Regions from separate parts of the Mus musculus genome. Here region 2 is linked to region 1. The links are chromatin contacts, called in public HiChIP or PLAC-seq maps. All regions are on one chromosome and are shown on one strand. Each heading gives the region's core, a stretch centred on a gene start, on an enhancer-like site or on the middle of the called end of the contact. The rest is flanking DNA. Distances are from core to core; before and after follow the strand shown.

Region 1 (6,007 bases), core at 1,862-4,361:
GCCATAATCAGGCTAGCCTCCAAGAGCAGCTAATAAGTATCTGGGGGACAGTGTGGTCATAACTGCTGGCATGTGTCAAAGGAGGGATTTACTGTCAAGTTTAAGAAAATGTGAGGGGCTGGAGAGATGGCTCAGTGGTTAAGACCACTGTTCTTCCAGAGGTCCTGAGTTCAAGTCTCAGCAACCACATGGTGGCTCACGACCATCTGTAATTGGATCTGATGCCCTCCTCTGGTGTGTCTGAAGACAGCGACAGTGTACTCATATACATAAAGTAAATAAAATCTTAAAAAATATATATGTAAAATACAAAAGAAAGTGAGAAACAAGGGGTGGTAAGACAGTTCAGCAAGTAAAGGCGCGTGTTGCCAATCCTGCCAGCCTATGCTCAACCCCTGCAAGTTGTCCTCATCTCCACATCTGCCCCCACCCCAAATTAGCTAATTCACAATTTTAGAGAATAAACAAAAATTAACAAGATGGTGCTAATCAGAGGGCTGGGGTGCAGCTCAGCTCATAAAATGCCTGCCTGTTGAGACCCCATGTTCATCCATAAACCAGGTGGGTCTGCACAAGCTCTTGGGAGGTAGAGACAAGAGCGCTAGAAGGTCAAGGTTGTTCCAGCCTGGGTACCCGAAGCTCATATCTGTCTGGAACATGTGCAGGCATTAGAAGACAGCATGTGGTCTCTGTGCTGCTGCTGCACAACATTACTTCCCAGACACGACACGGCTGTCTACACCATGAGATCACAGCAGCTGTGGGAAGGCACAGCAGACCCTCGCCTCCCTGATACACTCTCCTACCCTCACGGCTGCTGCCTTGGGAGGTGGTAAGTACAGAGAAAGTGAATGGCTAACTGACGGGCTCCAGTGAAGCCACAAAATCCACCATGCTCCTGAGCAACCCTAATAGCTCACTGGTTTATCAAGACAGACCTGAGTGCAGTTTGTCTTCACTTGTTACCCTTTCTGTCTTGGGTGAGTAGGAAAAAAGTGTGTGTGTATGTGCACGTGCATGTCTTTTGTGTGTGTCACACATAGTTCTGGGAATGCTACCGAACATTTTCAGGCATTATCCATATCCTCACTAGACCAGAGCAAGTTGCCCAGTCTTCTTGGATAGAATTTCTGAAAAGGAGGGACCTTCACTATAGATTGTATGAGTTAGACAGTGTTCTCTCTGGTTGTCCCTCCAAAGTCTTGCTATATATACGTAGCTCAGGCTGGCCTCCAATTCACTGTATTCTTTCTGTCTCAGCCTCTTAAGTGCTGGAATTATAGGTGTGAGCCATCATACCTTGCTTGAGATTTTGGATTTTACACTAAACTCTGTGATAGGATCAAGTAAGACAAGAAAGGTAACAGGGAAAGGCCCCATTATCAATGATTTCTCAATCCTGGGGACAGATCAGGACAGGGTACAGCAGCAAGTCAGATTCACTTGTCCCCATGCAACAAAAGAAACAAGGTTAGTAGTAATTCTAAAGCCAGCCAAGGGTACCTACCTTGGGCCTTCAGGATAGCAGCTTTTCCTCTGCCGGCCCCTGAGCCTTGGTTTTTATTTTTCATGCTCTTTAACATGGGTGCATTTTTCAGCATGTCAGGCAAAATCAGAAATCGGATCTTGCTGCCACGTATATATACCTGTTCCAGCTGTGCCACTCGACCATCTCTGTATGTGACTGTGATGTTGGACATCTGGAAGGGAATCACCAGTTTATTTGTAAGATCAAAGCATTGGAGCACACAAAGCCAGAGAGCCTTAACTGGATTAAGTTTAGAATTACAGAGGCCTGACACCAGCATCAAGAAAAGAAGCAGACAATGCGGGTGAACTACCCTAGCAATGGCTGGAGCTTTCTGTACGCATCAGGGACTGTACACCTCACAGAAACGGCAGGCGGAAGTATGAGTTCTCCCATTTTTACAGATTACGATCAAACACAACCCACATCAGATCACTGACATGCTGCAACTCCAAGTTCAGATGCAGAGCCCCAGCTTACATCCTCCTGGGCCAGGCTGTGAGTGGCAGGTGATAAAGCCTTTCTTAGTTCATGTCTAAAGTGCAGCCTCATGGACCCGCTGGCACTCCAGCTGGAAAGGCATCTTCAGGGTCATACATATGCAGCAGGCATAGTTCTGACTCAGCATACATTGGGAAGGCGGGTGACTAGACTAGGACCGAGAAGTAACATGGTAGAGCCTGCTCCCAGCCTGCACAAGGAGAGGAAAACCCAAGCAGGAGCTTTCAGCATGCTTGGACTGAAGCAGCACATCTGGACAGTACTGAGGACACTTCAGAGAGCAGGCAGACCACTCAAGGGTGTGGGCGGAGAAATGCCTAACAGGGCTAAGGTAGTATTTTGGGAAGACAAATGTGCCAACATGAGTAAGCGTAGAATGAAGGGAAGGAGGAATTTGAGCCCAGTCAGGAGATCTACAGTGAACAGGAAAGTGACATAAACTTGCCAGCACCAAATCCACTACATGCCACTTTTACCACAACTGCTTAATTGCCTTCCTGTGGGCACAAAGGACTAGGCTTTATCTAGAGTGGGTAAACCATGCTGCAAAGATGTGCAGCTCCTAGATTTCTTTCTTATAAAATTTAAATCATGTATACTGTTACTGTACATTTGATATATTTCCCTACCCACTTCCCCTCCCCTTTTTTATTGCCTCTTCTCCCCACTGTTAGCCCCTTACCGCCAACAAAAACTCAACTTCTACTTTCATTTTCTACATACATACATCATTTGATGTGAGTATAAAATCTAGGAATTACAAATGAGAGAAAACAGCTATCTTTCTAAGACTGGATTAATCTGCTCACAGAGCATCTTCAGGAGCACTGTCTCCCAGGACCGGCTTCTATGCTGCCGGCCGCCTTACCCTTTGCTCCTTCTGAAGGGCCAGGTGGTTTCTGGTTGAACACCAATGTGAAAACCAAAACCAAAATCCATCAAAGCTCTGAGGCTGCCCCACTGTATCTGAGCATCAGGAATCATTTCTAGGATTGCAAACCACTGTTCCTGTTCTATATTCAAGGGCAAGAGGGCCCCGGTTTCCCACCAGCCAACTGCAGGCTTCCTATTGTCAGTTCCTTAAAATCTCAGTTTCTAAGTCCTTGCCACAGTCCCCTAGACAAGTATCAGAACCTCTGCTAGCACAAATAAGTAGTTATGGGTTAGCTTACCCAGCTGAAAAACCCAGATTCCACTCAACCCCCTCAATTCCAGGCGAATTTGTGACTCCACAGAAGCCACTGAAGTGGCTGAGGACCTTCAGTGAGAGCTGGGTCTGCCACCCTCCTCCAGGTTTAACCCTGAACACATCTTCAGAATTTTCTCAGTCTCAGTTCCCCTACTAGAGAAAACACAATATAACAACCACCAGTGTTTCCTGAGCAGGAATACAGACAGCAGGTACTGCCCCAAATGGCTGATTTTAGACCATGAAACCCTACAGGAGACACAACCTGTGAGACGCAGATCTGTTCTTGAAGGTCCATGCCTTTACTCACCCCATCCTCCTGCACAAAGTCACACTGCCTTCATGTGTTTTGTGAGTTCAAACCCAGGTCTCTCTGACTGTCTGACTCTGTACTACTCCCTACCTTGAAGTGGCACAGACTACTTTCCTGGAGCTGTTAAAAACCACAATTAAACACGGCAAAGCATGTCTAAATGGTGTCTCAACTACCTAAGATATAACAAACCCAGTAATGTCTATTTTTGAGATGTATAATCATTACGCCTCATCTTCCTCCCCACTCAGCTCTCTCCACTGTGCCTCGAAGTCTCCACAAGGCTGTCATACAGACCCAACAAGGCTTAAACTAGGTGCTTCTGCCAATGTGCCATGATGGGTTCTCAATGAATCTGACAAATACCCCAGCACCAGACTGCTATGTTCTAATGCACCCCTGTCCTGCTCCTGGACAAATGGTGACACAGTCCCAGGGAAGGCCCGCTGCAGTATGTTTATCTTAATTACATTTAAAATACTTAAAATGGGGCTGGTGAGATGGCTCAGCGGTTAAGAGCGCCGACTGCTCTTCCAAAGGTCCTGAGTTCAAATCCCAGCAACCACATGGAGGCTCACAACCATCCACAACGAAATCTGATGCCCTGTTCTGGAGTGTCTGAAGACAGCTACAGTGTACTTACATATAATAAATAAATAAATAAATAAATAAATATTTAAAAAAAAATAAATACTTAAAATGTATTTAAGTGTAGTGTGTATGTGACAGCAGAAGCTGAAGCAGTGGGGTTAAGATTCCCTGAGTGCTAGGAACCTGATATTTGTCCTCTGGAAAAGCAGCAAGTGCTCTTAACTGCTGAGCCATCTCTCCAGCTTCGAGCACTTAGGTTTTACTGAAAGTCAAGCAGGAACAGTTTATGGTTTCCTAATAGCCAGCCACAATAAGCAACACAGACTAGATATTCAACTAAAATGACATCTGTGGGCCAAGACGGAGAAGAGCACAATGTAGGATTGTGAAGTAATGCTGGAGTGTAGAATATAGTGTTTTGTCCTCAATTCTGACCTCATAATTCTTTTTGGTTTTGTTTTGAGGCAAGTTTCTCTGTGTAGACCTGACTGTCCTGGAATTCAGAGATCTGACTGCCTCCCTCTTCTGAGTGCCGGGACTTTTTAAGATAGTGCACAAAAGCTAGAATTAAGAGAAACGAATTCTGATCTGCCTTTCTGTTTTGTTCTGTTCTGTTCTGTTCTGTTCTGTTCTGGAGTTGTCTGTAAGTAAATCCCCATGACCTTCATTTCAGACAGAGTAATGCCTGGGCTGGGATATAGTCAGTGGCAGATACTTATCTACCATGTGCAAGGCCCTGGATTTTTCCATTCCTAGTATGAGATCTACAGTTGTTTTCTTTTCAAATTACTTTTTTTTCACATGATTATATTTCAGTCCCATCTATTCAATTATGTTTCCATAAAACATACTTTAGAGAAGTTTCAGATAGCTGAACACATGGAAGTTCCTGGAGGGTGGTGTATCATGAGGAGGCATGGAAACTGAGTGTCCAGGCCTTGTTTGACACATCTATATCCTTAGTCCTAGTCTACACATACCTGTAAATGTACTTCCCCGAATGCTGTGAGCTGGTTAAACAAAGGTTGATCAAAACTAAGGAAGGGCTGGGTGTGGTGGCGCACGCCTTTAATCCCAGCACCTGGGAGGCAGAGGCAGGCGGATTTCTGAGTTGGAGGCCATCCTGGTCTACAGAGTGAGTTCCAGGACAGCCAGGGCTATACAGAGAAACCCTATCCTGAAAAACCAAAAATAAATAGATAAATAAATAGATAAATAAATAAATAAGGAAGGGACTGTAGGGACACAGACTTTTGCCTGCTCAGACAGAGCCCAGGCTAAAATAAACTGGGACTGTCATTGGTATCTAAAGAGGGGACAGTCTTAAGGGTTGAGCCTTTAACCAGATACCTGACCCTTTCTCTCTCAAGCACCAGAGCTAAGCCACACGAGGGCACACTCAACTGGACAGCACTGCACAACTGACTTCTTTCTTGGCATGTGGGCAAACTCTCATATCCAGTGTCAGAAGAGATTCCTGTTGTGAGGGGCAGCAGAAGTGATTTTTCCTTCTGTATGGCCAAGATTGTCAACATGCTAAAACTGTACACACAGTTGAGGATAATTTTACACACACACGCACACACACAACTGTACACACAGTTGAGGATAATTTTACACATACACACACACACACACACACACACACACACACACACACACTCACACACACTGGATATACGTTAGTTGCCAATTATGTTACATCACTATCAAATGATTTGACCTATCTTAGTTCTTAGGAAACACATAAAAATGTTAATAGTACAAAGCAGTGCAAAGAACATAACTCATTTGAAAGCAATTCATATAGCCTGAACACCAGTGTCCGTCCCCCCCCCCCCCCCCCCCAGCTAAAGAGCTTAGGTTATCTACAGAAATTTAATCA
Region 2 (6,260 bases), core at 2,568-5,067, 400 kb before region 1:
TTCCCCGCTCCGCTAGGGTTAGGCGTCCTTGGACAAGTCTTTGTACCCATCTTGAGAGGTCTCCCTCTTAAAAGATCTAGTGGGGGCTGGCGAGATGGCTCAGTGGTTAAGAGCACCGACTGCTCTGAAGGTCCTGAGTTCAAATCCCAGCAACCACATGGTGTCTCACAACCGTCTGTAATGAGATCTGATGCCCTCTTCTAGGGTGTCTGAAGACAGCTACAGTTAAATTACATATAATAAATAAATAAATATATCTTTAAAAAAATAGATCTAGTGCATGTCAGTCTCCGACAGTCAGATATTTTGCCTTCAAATGAGGGCTGGGCGAGCTTTCCAGCGAGTGACAGTAGATTTAACGACCATGAGGGTTAGGACCCTCAAAATCCTGGGTCTGAGGCAACTCTGAATACATTGGGCCACTCCTCATTGGACTCTTAAGCAGCTCCTTATGCAACCATGTGTGAATCCTGCCTCCGTTTCTTGAGTCCTCCCGCTCACCTGCTGGACGGCAGGCTGGGCAGGCTCTGAATTTCCCCCACTGAAGGCACTGGTCAGGGCGCTACCCATGACATGCCCTACAGCTGAGCCCACGGCTACGCCTGCGGCGGTGGATGCCATCTGAGCCATAAGACCCGGCTGGCCGGGAGCGGCAGGTGCCGGGGCGGCCGCTGAGGGTGGTGGGTGCGCAGGAGGCGGGGCTGGGCGGCTGCAGGAAGCAAGAGGAGAGAAACAAGGTTAATGCTCCGGGAATAAACCCCTCTACTCCAGGGTCCAGTGGGACCCTCGTTTAGACTCACGCTTCTGCGTCCCCGTCCTCCCACCCCACCCCCCAGCCAACATGGCGCAGCAGACTCCAAGGTCATTCTGCGGACGCCCTTGGGAGAGCACCCACGTTTCCCTCACCCGACCCCACGGGGTCCCTGTCGCTCTCTCTCTCACCTGACCGGCCTGGCAGCCGCACTGCGGCTTCCCCGAGGCATGACTGCGGTGGGATCAAGTTGGAGCTGAGTAAGAAGCGTGGACCGTAGCAGCCGCTCGCTCAGTGCCGGGCAACTAACACGGCAGCGTCCTTAGAGTCAGGTGAAATGGGCGGGATCTGGGGCGGGGCCTCTGATCCACGCCCTCCAAATGGGAGGGGCCAAAGCTCGCCCTTCCATTAACCTCCTGGATTTAGGGCTCCGGAGCTATCCCAGTGCAGGGCGGAGCTACGCGAGTCCTGGGGACACCGGTCAGCTTTGGAAAGCCCAAGGCTTAGTTAGGCACGGGGCAGCGAGGGCAGGTCTTTCTGTCAGAACTCAAGCAATGCAATAGGGGTTTGCCACGAGCCCAGGAGGAAAGAAAGAGACACATAGACCGCCAGCGGAGAAGCGAATGGAGACTGCAGGCCAGGTTGTGTTCTCTGAGACCCATCACAAGACAGAGTTTGAAAATAACCATCCCAGGATCACCAAAGGCCCTTCCCTGTCCTCTGGAACTCGGTTTTCACAGACTTTTCCTCAGAGACCTTGGCTGGGATCATGCCATAACCTCTGGAGAGAGAAAAAAAAAAAAAAGGTTAAAAGAGCACACACCTGTAACCCCAGAACTTGGGGGGGGGGCAGGTATAGGTAGGTGCATCTTGTGTGTTCGAGGCCAGCCTGGTCTACAGACTGAGTTCCAGGGCTACACAGAACTGTCTCCCACAAAACAAAACAAAATAAAACAAATAATAATAACCTTTGGCCAGAGTAGAAAGGGCACAGGGGGCCTTGAGTTCTTTCTCCTCTTCTTTCAGTGTTTATTTTACTGTGACAACAGAGATCACTTGGCACAAACAATTCAAATGCCTCAGCAACAGGGGTCAAAACTATTCAGGACCATGCATTGCCCATTCAGGTGTCCCAAACCTGGTTTCTTTAAGCAGCCTCTGTAGCAGGCCTCTTTCATTAAGACTTCAGCTTTCCTCCCAAGTGGAATCACCACCCATCTGCAGGATAGACTTTTTGGTGAGGTGAGTAGGTAAAAGACAAGCCACTCTTTCCTTTAAAAAAATGCCAGACTCAGGCTAGAGAGGTGGCTTAACTGTTAAGAGCACTGACTGGGGCTGGAGAGAGATGGTTCAGTGGTTATGAGAGCTGTCTGCTCTTCCAGAGGTCCTGAGTTCAATTCCCAGCAACTACATGGTGGCTCACAACTGTCTATAATGAGATCTGATGCCCTCTTCTAGTGTGTCTGAAGGCAGCGACAATGTACCCACATACACGAAATAAATAAATACATCTTTTAAAAAAGGGGGGGCAGGGGGCTGGCGAGATGGCTCAGTGGTTAAGAGTGCCGACTGCTCTTCTGAAGGTCCCGAGTTCAAATCCCAGCAACCACATGGTGGCTCACAACCATCCATAACGAAATCTGATGCCCTCTTCTTGAGTGTCTGAAGACAGCTACAGTGTACTTACATATAATAAATAAATAAATCTTTTAAAAAAATGTGCTGTTGTAGAAAATTAAAAAAAAAAAGGGGGGGGCAGGCTTGAGCAGACCCCACTGGCTTATCTATTTGGCCTCTGCTTACCTTGTATCCAGTAGGCAAGTGGTAACATTCTTCCAGCTTCAACCCCTTCTGTGGGCCTCCGTGGCTAGCCCACCTTCCAGATCCTCTACTAAGTGTGGTAATGTGGGGTAATGGGGCAGGTTGGGGGGTAAGGGGGTGGGAAGTGGAGGGTGGGGGGGGTGGGGGGTCTGGCTGATAAGCTGCAAGTTCCTCAGAAAATAGTCGTGCATCCCTGGCAACACTGAAGGCTGTTTAGGTTGCACAAATAAATGTTTTAGGGTTTGGGGGTTCTTTTGTTGAGACAGGATCTTCATATAGCCTGGCTCACTCTGTAGAGCAGGTTGGTCTCAAACCCACAGAAATCCACTTGCTTCTGTCTCCCAAATGTCAGGATTAAAGGCATGCATCCAATGAAGAGTTTATTTTTAAAATGCTATGCATGGTGGTGCATGCCTTTAATAGAGGCAGATCTCTGAGTTCAAGGCCAGCCTACTCTACAGAGTCCCAGGATTGCCAGGGCTACACAGAGAAACCCACTCTTGGGGGTGGAGGGTAGGACTATGAATGCCTCATCCATTTTATGATTCTTTGACCAACACTGCTGAGATGAGTCTGAACCAGACCTGGAAATTCTAGCTATGATGATACATGCTTGCAGTCCTATCAGTCAGAATAGGCAAAGACAGGAATCTTGAGTTGGAGGCCTGCCTGGGCTACATGTACACATACTAGACTCTGTCAAAAAAAAGAGAGAGAGAGAGAGAGAGAGAGAGAGAGAGAGAGAGAGAGAGAGACTCTGTCATAAAAAAAAGAAAAGAGGGGTGGGTGGGAAGGGAGGAAGGACGACGGGAAGGAATGGCAGCCTTTAAAAGGTGAGGCTTTTTAAAAGATTGCAGATGGCCAAGTAAAACTTACCACTCTCTGCCCCTACTTTGCAGCAGCTCAGGGCCCCACTGGCCCACCAGAATTCAGAAGAGAGCTGAAGGCCTGGTGGAAGAGGCCTGCAGTGCCTTGTAGAGCCATTGTCATCCAAGAGGGAACACTGCACAGTTGGACACTCGCTGCAGAGATTAGAGTAGTTGAACTGTTTTCAGCACGTAGACCTCCCTCTCAGATGTGATTCTGTCCCTGTCTCAGATGGCTGAGCCTGACTGGTCAGGAAAAGCCTGTTGGCTAGTGTGCCCCCCGGCCAGGGAACAACCTGAGATTCCAGTGTCCAACTCAAACATCCCTGACCCTTTCCTCCCAGCCAACTGACCCAGTTGCCTGCTAGTAGAGAAAAAATCTGGTCCCTCCCTCCAAGATCCTCGCTGACTGCCTCTGGTCTGAAATTGTTAAGTGTGCGCATTTGCATCAGCCATTTGCATCAGCGTGTGCCAAGTGTCAGTAGAGGTCAGAAGAAGGCATCAGTTCCTAGATGGCCACCCTGTGGGTGCTAGGAACGGGAGCCAGGTTTCTCTGCAGGAGCAACAAGTGCTCCTAACCACTGATCCATCTTTCCAGACCCGTCTCTGTTTTGTTTTAAGGTGTGGGGACTGGCCAACTTCCGCCATATGCCTCAGTTTCCCCTGAGGTCACATTTCAATAGTCCGCTCCTTGCAAGAGCTATTGTACCACTTTCCTGTTAGCTAGGGCTGTTTAGATTGGGGATCTGACCACCTGCCACAGGCTAAAACAAGTCAAGCCACCATGGAGAGACCTGGCGAAGGATGAGACTTCTGAAGTGGGGCTGGAGAGCAGAATTGAGCTCTCCCCGGCTCTCACTAGTTCTAAGGGACCCAGCCCCTCCGGGCACTCCTCCCTAACTCAGACCGCTGCTGCAGGCCGGTTGAGTTTAGAACAAAAGGCAGGGGGAGGCGGGGCGGTGGGGGGTGCGGTCCCGGCGCCGGCGGGGGCGGGGCGAATGCTATAAGGGGCGGCGGCCCGGCCTGGCCCAGCAGGCCCAGCAGCCCCGGGGCGGATGGCACGGGCCGCCTGTCTCCTCCGCGCGATTTCGCGCGTCCTCCTGCTCCCGCTGCCTCTGCTGCTCCTGTTGCTGCTGCTCCTGCCGTCGCCGCTGATGGCCCGGGCCAGGCCACCGGTGAGTGCCCGCCACTCCTCCCCGAGGGAGGGCTGGGCACGCGGGCTGGGCCCACTGGCTGAGCTTGACCCACCAAGCGAGCTCCCTGGCTACCCTAGTGCAGTCTGTCCCCGAAATGCCTTCTGGGTCTCTCTGAGCGTACTATAATGAGCTTCCCGTGGTTGGCAGTGTGCAAGTGGAGCTGGTGAGACGCGTCTCTGCGCTGAACTCAGTTTGGAGACCGGCTTCTCCAGCCCCCAGCTAGGGATGCTGGAGTGTGTGTTGATAGAGGTAGCAGAGGGAGTGGATGCCAAGGCCCCTTGTTCATCACTGGAATGAAGCAAAGCAAGTCTGGGGGGAGGGGGGAGCAAAAAGGGGCAGCCTCCGGGTGTGTGGTTCCAGTAAGCACCCCTGCAAGGTGTGTACCGTGGATGGAGAATAAAGGAAGAGCTAGGAAGGAGAAAATGGGGCCCAAGTTGAGAGAGGTGCCCCAGCTTGCAGGAGACAAGTCTGGGAGTCCTGGTAGCCGACAGAAAATGCACCTGAGAGAGATAGTGTGTGCGAGCATCAGGTGCAGTCAGAATAGAAGGGAGCACCGGGGGAACAAAAGCATAAAGAAGAAGAGAAAGGAAAGGGGGTGCAAAGAGGCAAAGGGGAAGAAGAGAGATTGAGGGTTTCCCAGCCTGTGTGTCCCAATGGCTGCATCCTTCTTCCAGCTTGGTCTCTGAGGCACCTGTCAGAGTAGAGACTAAGCTGTGCTGGGGCTGGAGCTGGAACCACTACAGATCTACAATGCCCACGGGGTACCGTGCCCTCAGTAGCCAGCTAAGGCAGCCGGCCAGCTCAAGGAATGATGGATGGGAGGAAGGTATGATAGGCAGGTGTCCCAGGACAGGTCCAGCCATACCAATCCATCTGCCAGTTTTGCTGCACACTGGAAGAGAAAGGGTTTGGAAAGGGGAGTGGGTATTGTGGATCAGGACCTCCTCAAGCAAAACATGGAGTTCCCTGTTCTAGAACTCGGAGCGGAGCGCAGTCGTTAATCCCCTCCCTCCCCCCATCCGTACCCCCACCCACTCCCACCCCCGCAGAAGCCAGCGATAGAACTCATGCCTTCGAGAATTGCACTTCTCCTGACTTCTTACTAAGGGGGCAAAGCAGGAAAGAGCACCGGTACCTCCTGTTGGGCATTTAGGATAAAAGACGAGGCAAACCACACCAATGCTTGCTTGTACAGGGCTTGGGGGGGCAAGCCTGGGGTGGGATCCGAGCCGAGGATCTGTCACACTTTAGATGCGCAGAAAGGGTTGGTCACCTCTAACGCTTTTATCCCTAGACTGCCATCGGCGGGGCCAAAAGAGCTCGGTAAATATTTATTCACCCCAGCCCCCAGCTTGTGAAAAATCCACCACCTAGCAGCCAGGGAAGCTGCCCTTCCTTCTGGAGCTAGTAGGGATGGGTGGGAAGGGGTTAGGCAGAAGCACAAGGGTGGTCTGTGTATCAGTTGCGTGTATGGTTTGGGCTGTTTCCTTATCTCCTGCTCCGTTGCCTCTCACGGATACCTACTACTGACCTGTTTCATCCCCATTAGACCAAAAGCAAACTGAGGTTCAGGAAGGGACCGCTTGATCTTCCCCAGTGGTTTCCTAGTCTGGGGCTCCTTTCTTA

Evidence for each region. HiChIP or PLAC-seq counts read pairs in DNA pulled down with a chosen protein or histone mark.
Region 2: a contact with region 1 is called in an H3K4me3 HiChIP or PLAC-seq map of the SCID.adh cell line, with 4 times the contacts expected there. The contact joins the promoter of Chchd10 here to the enhancer-like site in region 1. A contact is called at or near these places in 13 of 39 promoter capture datasets (the 3T3-L1 cell line, the C10 cell line, the HPC-7 cell line and 9 more), 3 of 484 Hi-C or Micro-C datasets (CD4 T cells, the G1E-ER4 cell line and muscle stem cells), 6 of 115 datasets of contacts at active chromatin or transcription factors (the SCID.adh cell line, bone marrow-derived macrophages, embryonic stem cells and 2 more) and 2 of 9 other capture datasets (adipose tissue and liver).

What each region holds. Positions count from the first base shown.
Region 1 is chr10:75,527,870-75,533,876 of GRCm38.p6, reverse strand. It overlaps Snrpd3 (small nuclear ribonucleoprotein D3), which reads right to left. Exons shown (of 4, transcript NM_026095.4): 3 at 1,508-1,700. Among named protein-coding and RNA genes, the nearest start is that of Snrpd3, 13 kb to the right of the region's middle. Within about 2 kb of position 3,111, at least 53 of the 459 cell types and tissues checked have an H3K27ac peak or open chromatin away from gene starts, as enhancers often do. A contact at or near this core is called in the G1E-ER4 cell line, the SCID.adh cell line and bone marrow-derived macrophages, where this site is marked.
Region 2 is chr10:75,930,687-75,936,946 of GRCm38.p6, reverse strand. Chchd10 (coiled-coil-helix-coiled-coil-helix domain containing 10) reads right to left here and starts at 3,817. Exons shown (of 5, transcript NM_175329.4): 1 at 3,449-3,817; 2 at 943-1,532; 3 at 502-709. The coding sequence starts at 983. It overlaps Mmp11 (matrix metallopeptidase 11), which reads left to right and starts at 4,445. Exons shown (of 8, transcript NM_008606.3): 1 at 4,445-4,613. The coding sequence starts at 4,494.